2 separate regions of the Gossypium arboreum genome follow, and region 2 is linked to region 1. Evidence: chromatin contacts called from public Hi-C data. All regions are on one chromosome and are shown on one strand. Each heading gives the region's core, a stretch centred on a gene start, on an enhancer-like site or on the middle of the called end of the contact. The rest is flanking DNA. Distances are from core to core; before and after follow the strand shown.

The links. A called contact is a pair of places that touch in the nucleus more often than the background predicts.
Region 2: a Hi-C map of leaf shows a contact between it and region 1, with 2.4 times the contacts expected there. The contact joins the promoter of LOC108487282 here to the promoter of LOC108487109 in region 1. A contact is called at or near these places in 2 of 5 Hi-C or Micro-C datasets (both in leaf).

What each region holds. Positions count from the first base shown.
Region 1 is chr10:39,830,004-39,834,725 of ASM2569848v2, forward strand. LOC108487109 reads left to right here and starts at 2,621. Exons shown (of 6, transcript XM_017791349.2): 1 at 2,621-3,094; 2 at 3,186-3,381; 3 at 3,712-3,784. The coding sequence starts at 2,812.
Region 2 is chr10:40,317,538-40,322,259 of ASM2569848v2, forward strand. It overlaps LOC108487282 (mitochondrial import inner membrane translocase subunit PAM16 like 2-like), which reads left to right and starts at 2,366. Exons shown (of 5, transcript XM_053020617.1): 1 at 2,366-2,602; 2 at 4,229-4,316. The coding sequence starts at 2,600.

The DNA.
Region 1 (4,722 bases), core at 1,371-3,870:
TAATCCCTATTAACTTGACTCGGACTCAGACGGATACATGGATCGTCCAATCAACACACCAATTTGGCATCAAAGTGCATCATTGGATAAACTGAAGTAAGGGAAACCGACACACAAAGTGCACACTGGCGCACGAAGCACATCTTGGCACACAACATGTATAAACCCATACACAATCTAATCATATGGCATATCAACTATATCTGACTCTACCTGAATAGTTAATAGGATACCAATAATCCAATTCATATAAAATTTCACATTCAATTTCATAATCTCATTTCAATTCATTATCAATACACAAGTATCTCATATCATATAGCATATATCAATCCATTTTCATATCACATATCATGTCTCAACTAACTCATGCTACTTTTTAAAAATTCAATTTAATCCACTATTTTGATATTCAATATCATAGCAAATCAATTCATATTATCATTAGTATCTCACCTTTATACCCAAATCATACAATTTAAAACGAATGTATAAATAAATAGATTGATCTCGAATCATAAAAGTACAAACTAAATCCTCGTGTCGCTCTTCGACGACTCTCGCTTTTCCTTTCCCTTTCAATGGTTCAGCGTCGCTTTTAGCTACACACAATAATACAACAAATAAAAGATATCAATTTTCATCTAATTCAAATTTAAACACAAAGTCAAATACATTTTTCATTTTATTCAATTTAGTCCCTATACACGGGATATGCATATCTTTTGATATTTAATATCGAATCAAAATTTGATTTCACATTCTTTCATTAGGGACCCTATACTTTTTATTCCTAGCATAATTTCATATTAGGTTTTCAATTTATTCAATTTGACCCCTAATGTTACAAAGTTAACAACCAAGCTTATTTAAATTTACAATTTAGTCCTTATCATGATTTAAGCTTAATTTTTATCAATTTCAAACCTAATTCATCAATTCCTCAACAATGACAACTTGCTAAAAAATCAAAAATTTAAAATTTAATAGATGAGCTAGCTAAATCAAACTCTCATGATCATAAATCTGTAAAAATCACATGAAAAAGGGCTTGGTTACCTTATGAATTTTGGTTGGTCGAATGTTTGAAGCTAAAGTTTTCTTTTCTTCTTTTTTTTCTAATGGTGGCGGTGCTCTTGCGAAAGAAGATGATGGTTTCATTTTTTATCCACTAACTTTAACTTATATACTTAAATTAAGTTATAACTAATCTTAATTGTTTAGTTTAATCATAGTTTAATATATTTCAACTACTATTAGTTTAAACTTAATGGTAATTATCATCATCATCCACTATCTCAAGATTAATAATGGTTAAATAACCATTTTAGCCTTTTGGATAATTATTATCTAGATCTCCAAGCCTTTTCTTAATTAAACTCAATAGTGGTTGGACTTTTATAATTTAGTCCTTGAGCTTTAATTAACTACATTTTCGGCTAAATTACTTAACTGAACTTTAATATAATTACATTTTAACTTCGTAAAATTCCTATTTTATATTTATGAACTCGGTTTATAGAAATGGGGTTTTGAAGTTGCATTTTCCGACACCATTGAAATTCGGATCGTTACATAAAGTATCAATTTCCTTTATTTTTGGTCCATTTTGTAACGGACATTGAAAAAGTTGTTAGACAACCAGGGGCAAAGCTAGAAATTTTTTTAAAGGGGCTAAAATTAAATTGTATATTTTTACGATAATAAAAATACAAATTCACTATTTTAATATCTATATCTTTATAATTTTTAAAGGATTAAATTAATTTTTATCATTTTAGGGGGCCAAAGTGTAATTTTACCTTTACTAATTTAAAATTTAAAAACTTTAAAGGAGTCTAAATAAAAATTTTTCCATTTTAGGGGGTAGGGCCCCTGCTAGCCCCTTGGCTACGCCCTTACATGCAACTTTGGCCAATGAAAAAGCGTCACGCGACATGTTTTAAACCAATAAAAAATACCACGCGACAATTAAGTTATTTAAAATAAAAAGATTAAATTTAAATTTAAAACTTAAAAAATTATAATATTAAATATTTAAATATAAAAAAACACTTTTGACATTGACCATTTGTTGACCGAGTGTTGACTGACCACATGGTGCTATTAAAACACGCCACATATCCTTTTAAATATTTTTAGTATTATATATTATAGTGATTAAATATGTAAAAATTATGTAATTTTTAAAAAAGTTTAAATATTTTGTATGAAATTCTAAGTATAAAATTATAAATTTTAAAAGTCAAAATAATATATAAAATTGAAAAAAATTATAAAAATTAAAAGGTATTTAAATTTAAAGTAATTAAAAAATTGAAATTGAAATATCTTTTTAATTTGATGATTATATATTTTAAAATTTTATAAAAAATTATATGTTTTTTCTATACATTTTATGAATTTTTATATATTTATTTCTATTTTATATATTTTAATATGTATATATTTTAATAAAATATTTATTTTTTATATAAAGAAGTCACGTTACATTTTATGATTGGTTTTAAGAATATTTTTTTAACATATTTTAGATATAAATTAAAAATTAGTATATTTTAATGCTAAATTAGGAAAAAAAGTATTTTAAATACCAAAATGGAAAAGGAGTATACTTTAAAAGTGAAATAGTAAATTAAGACTAATTGCAACTGAAAACAATTTTGTCCAAGGCAGATCAGCAGCTTCACTGAACGAGTCTAAATAGTGTTGGCCAGTTTACGTTTAAAAACCTAGCTTAAGCTATAAGCATTAGTGAGTGAAGAAAAGCCGCAGTTTGGTCAGGAAAAAAGAAAAAAGCGCAGTAAAGCAATGGGGAGTGGGAAACCGGAGAAAACTCAGAAACCTGGCCGAACCCCTAAACCCTTCGGCCCTAACAATCCCAAATCCCAATCCAAGTTCAAGAAGAAGACAAACACCAAGAACACAGCCAACCGCCAAATCAAAACCAAAACCACCTCTGTTACTGGCAACAACAAGAACAACCAACCGTCGCAGCCGGCATCTCCGTCGCAGCAGCTTCGTTATTTTCTTAGCCAGTTTGAGTCCGCCAATGGTGTCCAACTCTCTTCTCTCGAATTGGAATCAATTAAAGGTAATATTGAAGTTATTAATCGGAGATTATTAAAAACTTGAAAAGGGGGTTTGAATTTCTTCTTCTTCTTTGTTCTTACAATATTGTGTAGATAGTTGTTTTTTGGATGTCTCTCAAGAGTTGGGTCAAGATGTAATGAAGCTAGAAAAACATATAAAGGAAGCTTTTGGTGCCAAATGGAAAGAAGAGCTTTGTGAAGGGAAGCACATTGAAGGGAAAATTGAAGCAGGAAGTCCTGCTGTTCTTGTTGTTGCTCCTTCAGCTTTACGATCTATTGAACTTTTAAGGTTCGTTAGCCTCGGTTTCCTTGTTACATAATTTTCATTCGTTTATGAAAATGAAAAAAAGAAAAGGTAAAATCATAGTTATGTTTGATATAGATATTGATGAATATTTATTTGGAGTGGAGGGTTGGAGAGAAAAGAATAATAGTTCTTTTCATTTAGATAGCAAAGTGGGGAGAAGTGAAAAGAAGAGTAAATTAACCAGAACTTAGAAGTTTTTTGATTCCCCTGTTGTAGGACAGTAGGAGTGCATGTTTGTGAAAATATTTTAAATTTTGATTTATTTTTTATTCTGGCTAAAAAGGGACTGAAAATTTTGTTCTGTTCCTCTAGGGGCATGCGCACATTGACTAAAGAATGCCATGCTGTAAAGCTGTTTTCAAAGCACATGAAGATTGATGAACAGGTAGTTTATTATTGCTCTAAGCCACTAATTTTGAATGCTACATGCTAATTGTTATTTACTATTACTCTTTATGAGTTGGAATCCATGGTGTTGAGAGGTTTGTACTTTTTGTGATGGTGCTACTTAAATGTATCGTTCTTTTGACAATTGATGGGCTGGATAGTTATTTATAGAAGAGTAACTTCAACAAATACATTATATATAACTTGATTTAGAGACTAGAGTTGTTCTATCAGATAGATTACTTCAGAAAGGTTTGATTTAAGGTTGATTTTCAAACTAAAATAGAGTTGAAATTAGAGGAAAAAATAATTTACATGCATATGCCTAGAACATGAGATTCAAGATTTAAACACCTAAACTTTACTTAAAAACGTTCAAAAAGCTTGAAGACATAAGAAGCTTTTAATTGATCTTCATTGCATATACTTCGCACTTTTGGCTGAAGTTCCTGTTTTGACATGATATTATACGGATATGGGAGTAATATTCACGCGTAACTGTGTCCTGATACTATGGCCTAGCTCTCAACAATAGCATTGGTTATATGGTTGCAGTCGTCTACTGTTCTCAAGTATCAAAGGCAATTACCAAGAGCCAGTAGGATTTCAATGTTGGGCAATTGATTGTTAGAGGGTGTAGCTTAATATCAATCTGCAGTTTTTATCCCAACTTTCTTTGATTTTTTGAAGTTTTATGTTTAGTTAGTAAAATCTGTCTTAGCCTGTTATTTGACTACTTGATTTTGGAGTCTGTGTGTTTGGAGTGTGTGTGATGATGTGGGGTGGGAAGGGCCCTTCACTATTTTATGTAGTAATAGTAGTTTTGTTTGTGGGTTAATTCCAATAATAAACACAAAGGATCCTGAAATTGTTTTTTGATGAAAGGTCCCTCTATTGGGGTGATAAAGTTTTCACGTACACATCTCTAGCTTTGCT
Region 2 (4,722 bases), core at 1,116-3,615, 490 kb after region 1:
GGATGTAATAATCTTTAAATATCTTATTAGTCGAACAATTCATGAGAATTTGATATGCTTCTAATTGTTGTTATTATAGCATTTTATGCGAATCATTATGTAGTGAAGTTTTTATGTTAAAATCCTTAAAAGATTTAGAACACTAGAAGCAAATAAAAATTCCAAAGAAATTGTTCAATACACTTGAGTAAATTTTTATATGAACTAGAATTTTTGAACATATGTATTTTTTTATAAAATGATCATGATCAAAGTTTGCTATAATTATTGTTGAACTTCCCGAAGAGATCAAAATATATTTTCATAAATTTTGTTTTTGCTCATGAGTACTTTTAGAAAAATAATGATATGAACATTTAACAAATATACTTAAGTGATCATTTGAAAACTAGTATTCAAGAATGAAATACGAGAATCTAAGATATTATATGATGTTATCATGAAGGGAATAAATACATAATTGAGGTTTTGCCCCACTAGATTTTTCGAATAAGGTTTTTAATGAGGCAATATGTTATGTGTGTTATAAATATATATTCTCTTTTCCTTCACTAAGAATTTTTTCACAAGGTTTTTATCTTAATAAGATTTTAATGTGACATATTATCTTTTGATAGACATCTAATGGAGAGTGTCATAAATATTTTATTATTATAAAGTGGATATCCATTAGAATAAGAAATTTAATATACTTTAGGACTCCGATGTCCATTAGGAGTAAAATTTTATTTCATTTATATTTCTTATGCCTATAAATATAAAATTTGGAGAAGCATTATAAATATTCATAATGATAAATAAAATACTTATTTCTCTCATAATCTCCTCCAATTCCTTGTTTCTTTACTTTCTTGGGTAAAATACAAAAATGGTGTCTAAACTATTGACTTTGTTCTCTTTTGGTCACTTAACTATTAATTTTTTCGATTTCATCACTAAACTTTTTGAAATTAAATATCTTAGTCACTCTCCCGCTAGTTGTCATTAGATGATTGACGAAAAAATGGCGTGAATTTTTTATTGGTTTAATAAAAATTTAATCCTTTAATATTTACACATTCTATTAATTTGATCCTAAATATTAAAAAATCAACAAATTTAACCTCTAATGTTTACAAAATTTATCTTTTAAGTTCAATATTTAGAAAAGCAAATTACTAAACTAATTTCATAAAAACTTTGATATATAAAAATATTATTTTATTTAATATAATAATTAAAACTCGTTACCAAATCACTATATAATTACATTTTCCCTAAATTTTTATTTAAAACATTTTAAAATTAAATTATAAACTTCAATTTTGACATTTTATTTTTAATTTTGTTAAATTTATTAATCACAATTACATCTTCATTTCATAATTTGGTATACTTTTTAACTCTGTTAAGAGTAAACATAAATCATACTTTTATACATCATAATTTTTTTTTCATCAAATACTAAATTAATTCCTTGGATGCAGGCCATAGCTACAATCTCAGTTTATTTGAAAAGACGGCAGTGGAAATCAAAACGTCTCTTACGGGCCGAGTAAATCCGTGGAGACTTTGCACAGTTACGCAGGCTGTAAATTGTAATCTTTTCTACTGGTTACACTTTACAGTCAAATGGGCAACTTCTTTGTGTTGCAAGGTGAAAGAATGCATACTCGAGCCGACATCACTTTCCATCTTCGACACTCTCAGCTTGACCTTTTGGGTGCTAACCTATGGCAGAATTATTAGTTAATCCTTACATTTATTAGTACTTTAACATATATTAGTTAAGTTTGAGAAAGCTATGGAATGCATGCATGCTTTCTGACATGGGAAGTGAGCTACGGAGTAATATTCGTACCTAGTGGTGAAGACAGCTACACAATAACAATCCAGAAGAGCAAGAAGGTGGGTTGTTCAGAGTAAAAATGCTAAATTTATTGATCTTTTTTAAAATATTGTTGAATAAATTTGTTGATTTTTTTATATATATATATTTAACATCCAATTGATAAAATTATTGGAAAATATGTGATGCTTAAATTTTTATAGAGTTAAATTTATTATTAAACTAATAAAATAACTCACATCAACTCCCCATCACTTATCTAACTACGATTAAGGGTGAGTGAATAAAATATTTAATTTCAAAAAATTTAATGACTAAATTAATAATTAAATAATTAAAATAGAAGAAAATCAATAGTTTAATAATTATTTTTGTACTTTACCCTTCTTTCTAAAACATTTTGAATTTGTTTAGCAGAATTTCGTTGTTGGATTCTAAATCCAAAAGATTTGGGCTTTATCACTCATCGATTAATGCAATTTAGCCCAAAAACAATTTGGGTTTCTTACATAAATAATCATTAAAAAAAAAAAAAGGAAAGAATCTAACAATTCCAGGCTCCGTAAAAGGTATGGAAGTCGCATAAACTTTCATTAAAAAAAAAAAAGACCCCCGAAAAAGACTGCTTCGCTTTCTCGAATTTTCCTTCTCCGTTTATCCCTTTCTCTAAATTTTCTTCCGACAGAAATCAATTTTGTTTTCCCCTTTTTCTTCGGGGTAAAAAGAACCTTTCTCATATAAATCATTGATTAGCTCGAATTTCGATCCATTATGGTACGTTTCTCTATTACCCTTCTCTAATATTTGATCTAATGAATCAGTTGTATGATTTTTCTTCTCTTTTTGTATTTCATTTCGATGAATTATTGTTAAATACAGACAATTATAATGGAACAGAATGTTAAAAATGCTCTTTCTGAATGTTTGTTTGGATGTTTTTAGTTTGCTTGTAAACTTTTAGGTAATTCAGATTCATGATTCAACAATAACTTGGTTAGTAATTTCCTGATAATCTGCTACAGAATTTATGGATGTTATTGTCTTGGACATAATCTTGTTTCAAGTTAAAATGATCTGGTTCAACTTTTTGCTCTTTTTTAGTATCAGGATGAATTTCGGTTTTTGATTTTGGAAGCGAGTGATATAATTCGAAAGAGTAGGCCAGTTTACAGTGTGTAGTCGAGCTCAAATCATTCAAAACTCGATCTGAAATGCAAGGCTTGAAGCTCAACTTGAGTTTGATTGAATTTTGCTTTTATAACTGAAGCAATTTGAGATAATAGTCGAACTGGATGAGCTTACTCAATTAAAGTAAAATATAAACTCAGTTTCTATACTCAAGTTTGGATTTGAATTGAAACATTTAATAGTAATTAAAAAGAAAAGGCTCGATTAAGCTCTTAAACTACTTGAGTCAAATACTCAAATTCAGCTCTTTCACTAGCTCGAGATTTGGTCAAGCTGAAATCAAGTTTTTTCAAGCTGAGGCCAAATAGCTTTTGTAATACGAGTGTTTCTTTTGCTCTCTTAGATCTACTAAGGTTGGAGCTTAGTTTTTAGTGCTCTTAAAACCCAAAACTTGAGTGATTTTGCTTGTTGTGTATGTCAATTCTTGCTTCAATGTCTCTATCTATCTTTCCTTTCTTAATTTTGATGTTATAGGGTGTAACTGTTTTTGTTTGCTATAGTTTGTCATAGGCATCAGCTTCCTTAGTTTTGGACTCTATATTCATTTTATTTTTAAGAATCCAAATGGATCTCAATTCCCAATTGAATCTAGTTACATTAGGTTTTAAATAGGTTTAATGCTTAGTTTTCCCAAACCACCAAATCCGGCATTAAAGTGAGTTGTTGTTAGAATGATTGGGGTAGCATCATTATTCTATCAAGCCATACAACTTCATTGCTAGTTAGAGCAGTGATATTTCTTCAATTATAGGTGATGCAAGTCACGAATGTGTTCAACCTGAAAGTGATCGAAGGACAAAATAGAGGTAACAATATCTTACATTGAGCCACAGACATGCAACTTTCAATTGAAAGAATCAGTTCCAGATAAAATTAAATTCTAAACAAGGTTTTAGGAAGTTTGCAGTAAGCTTTATTGAGCTGTTTTGTGGTTCTTTCTCTGTGTTCTGGTTCTATTTAAGTGTTGTCTGGTGTCTTGATTTTAAGAATTCTGGGATTTGAAATACTGTCTTCTTGCTTGATAAAACTATTCAGGGAAGAGTGAATGTTGCAATGGGTGAGTGTAAAATAGTTAAACTTTACATTTTATTCAGGGAAGAGTGAATGTTGCAATGGGTGAGTGTAAAATAGTTAAACTTTACATTTTCTTTTTAGGCTTTTTTCCTTTGTATTATCATTCTTCTTTGCTTATCTGTATATCTTTAAATGTAGGCTGCGAAGATTCTTGCCAACTTAATTGTAATGGGCTCAGGTATATTGGCTCGGGCCGTTGTTCAGGCATACCGTCAAGCACTTTCAAGTTAGTTCTTTACTGCAGTACTATTATTCCATGTACATAATGTTAACTTTGCTTGAACATTAGGAGCTTGCTTTTAAAAATGGAGCAATTGTATGGTATAATCATCCAAGCAGACTCTGCTTATTGTGAAAAGGGTTTGTTTGTTATTGCTGCTTGCTTGTTGCTGTTGATTTGTGTAGTGCAAATGGACTTTCTAGTTTCTTCAACCGTAGTGCCTTTTATATTGAGGTTGCAGCAGTTGTGGCTCTTGCAATAATAGAGTTTTGAGGTCACGGTAGTGTAAAGAGACAGGGATCAACTAGTAAAATGTGCAAAATAGAAGCTTAGAAAGATAAGACGACAACCTCGCTAGGGCTTGTCAAACTCACATGGGGTTGGGCAATAACAACAGAACATACCTGGGACT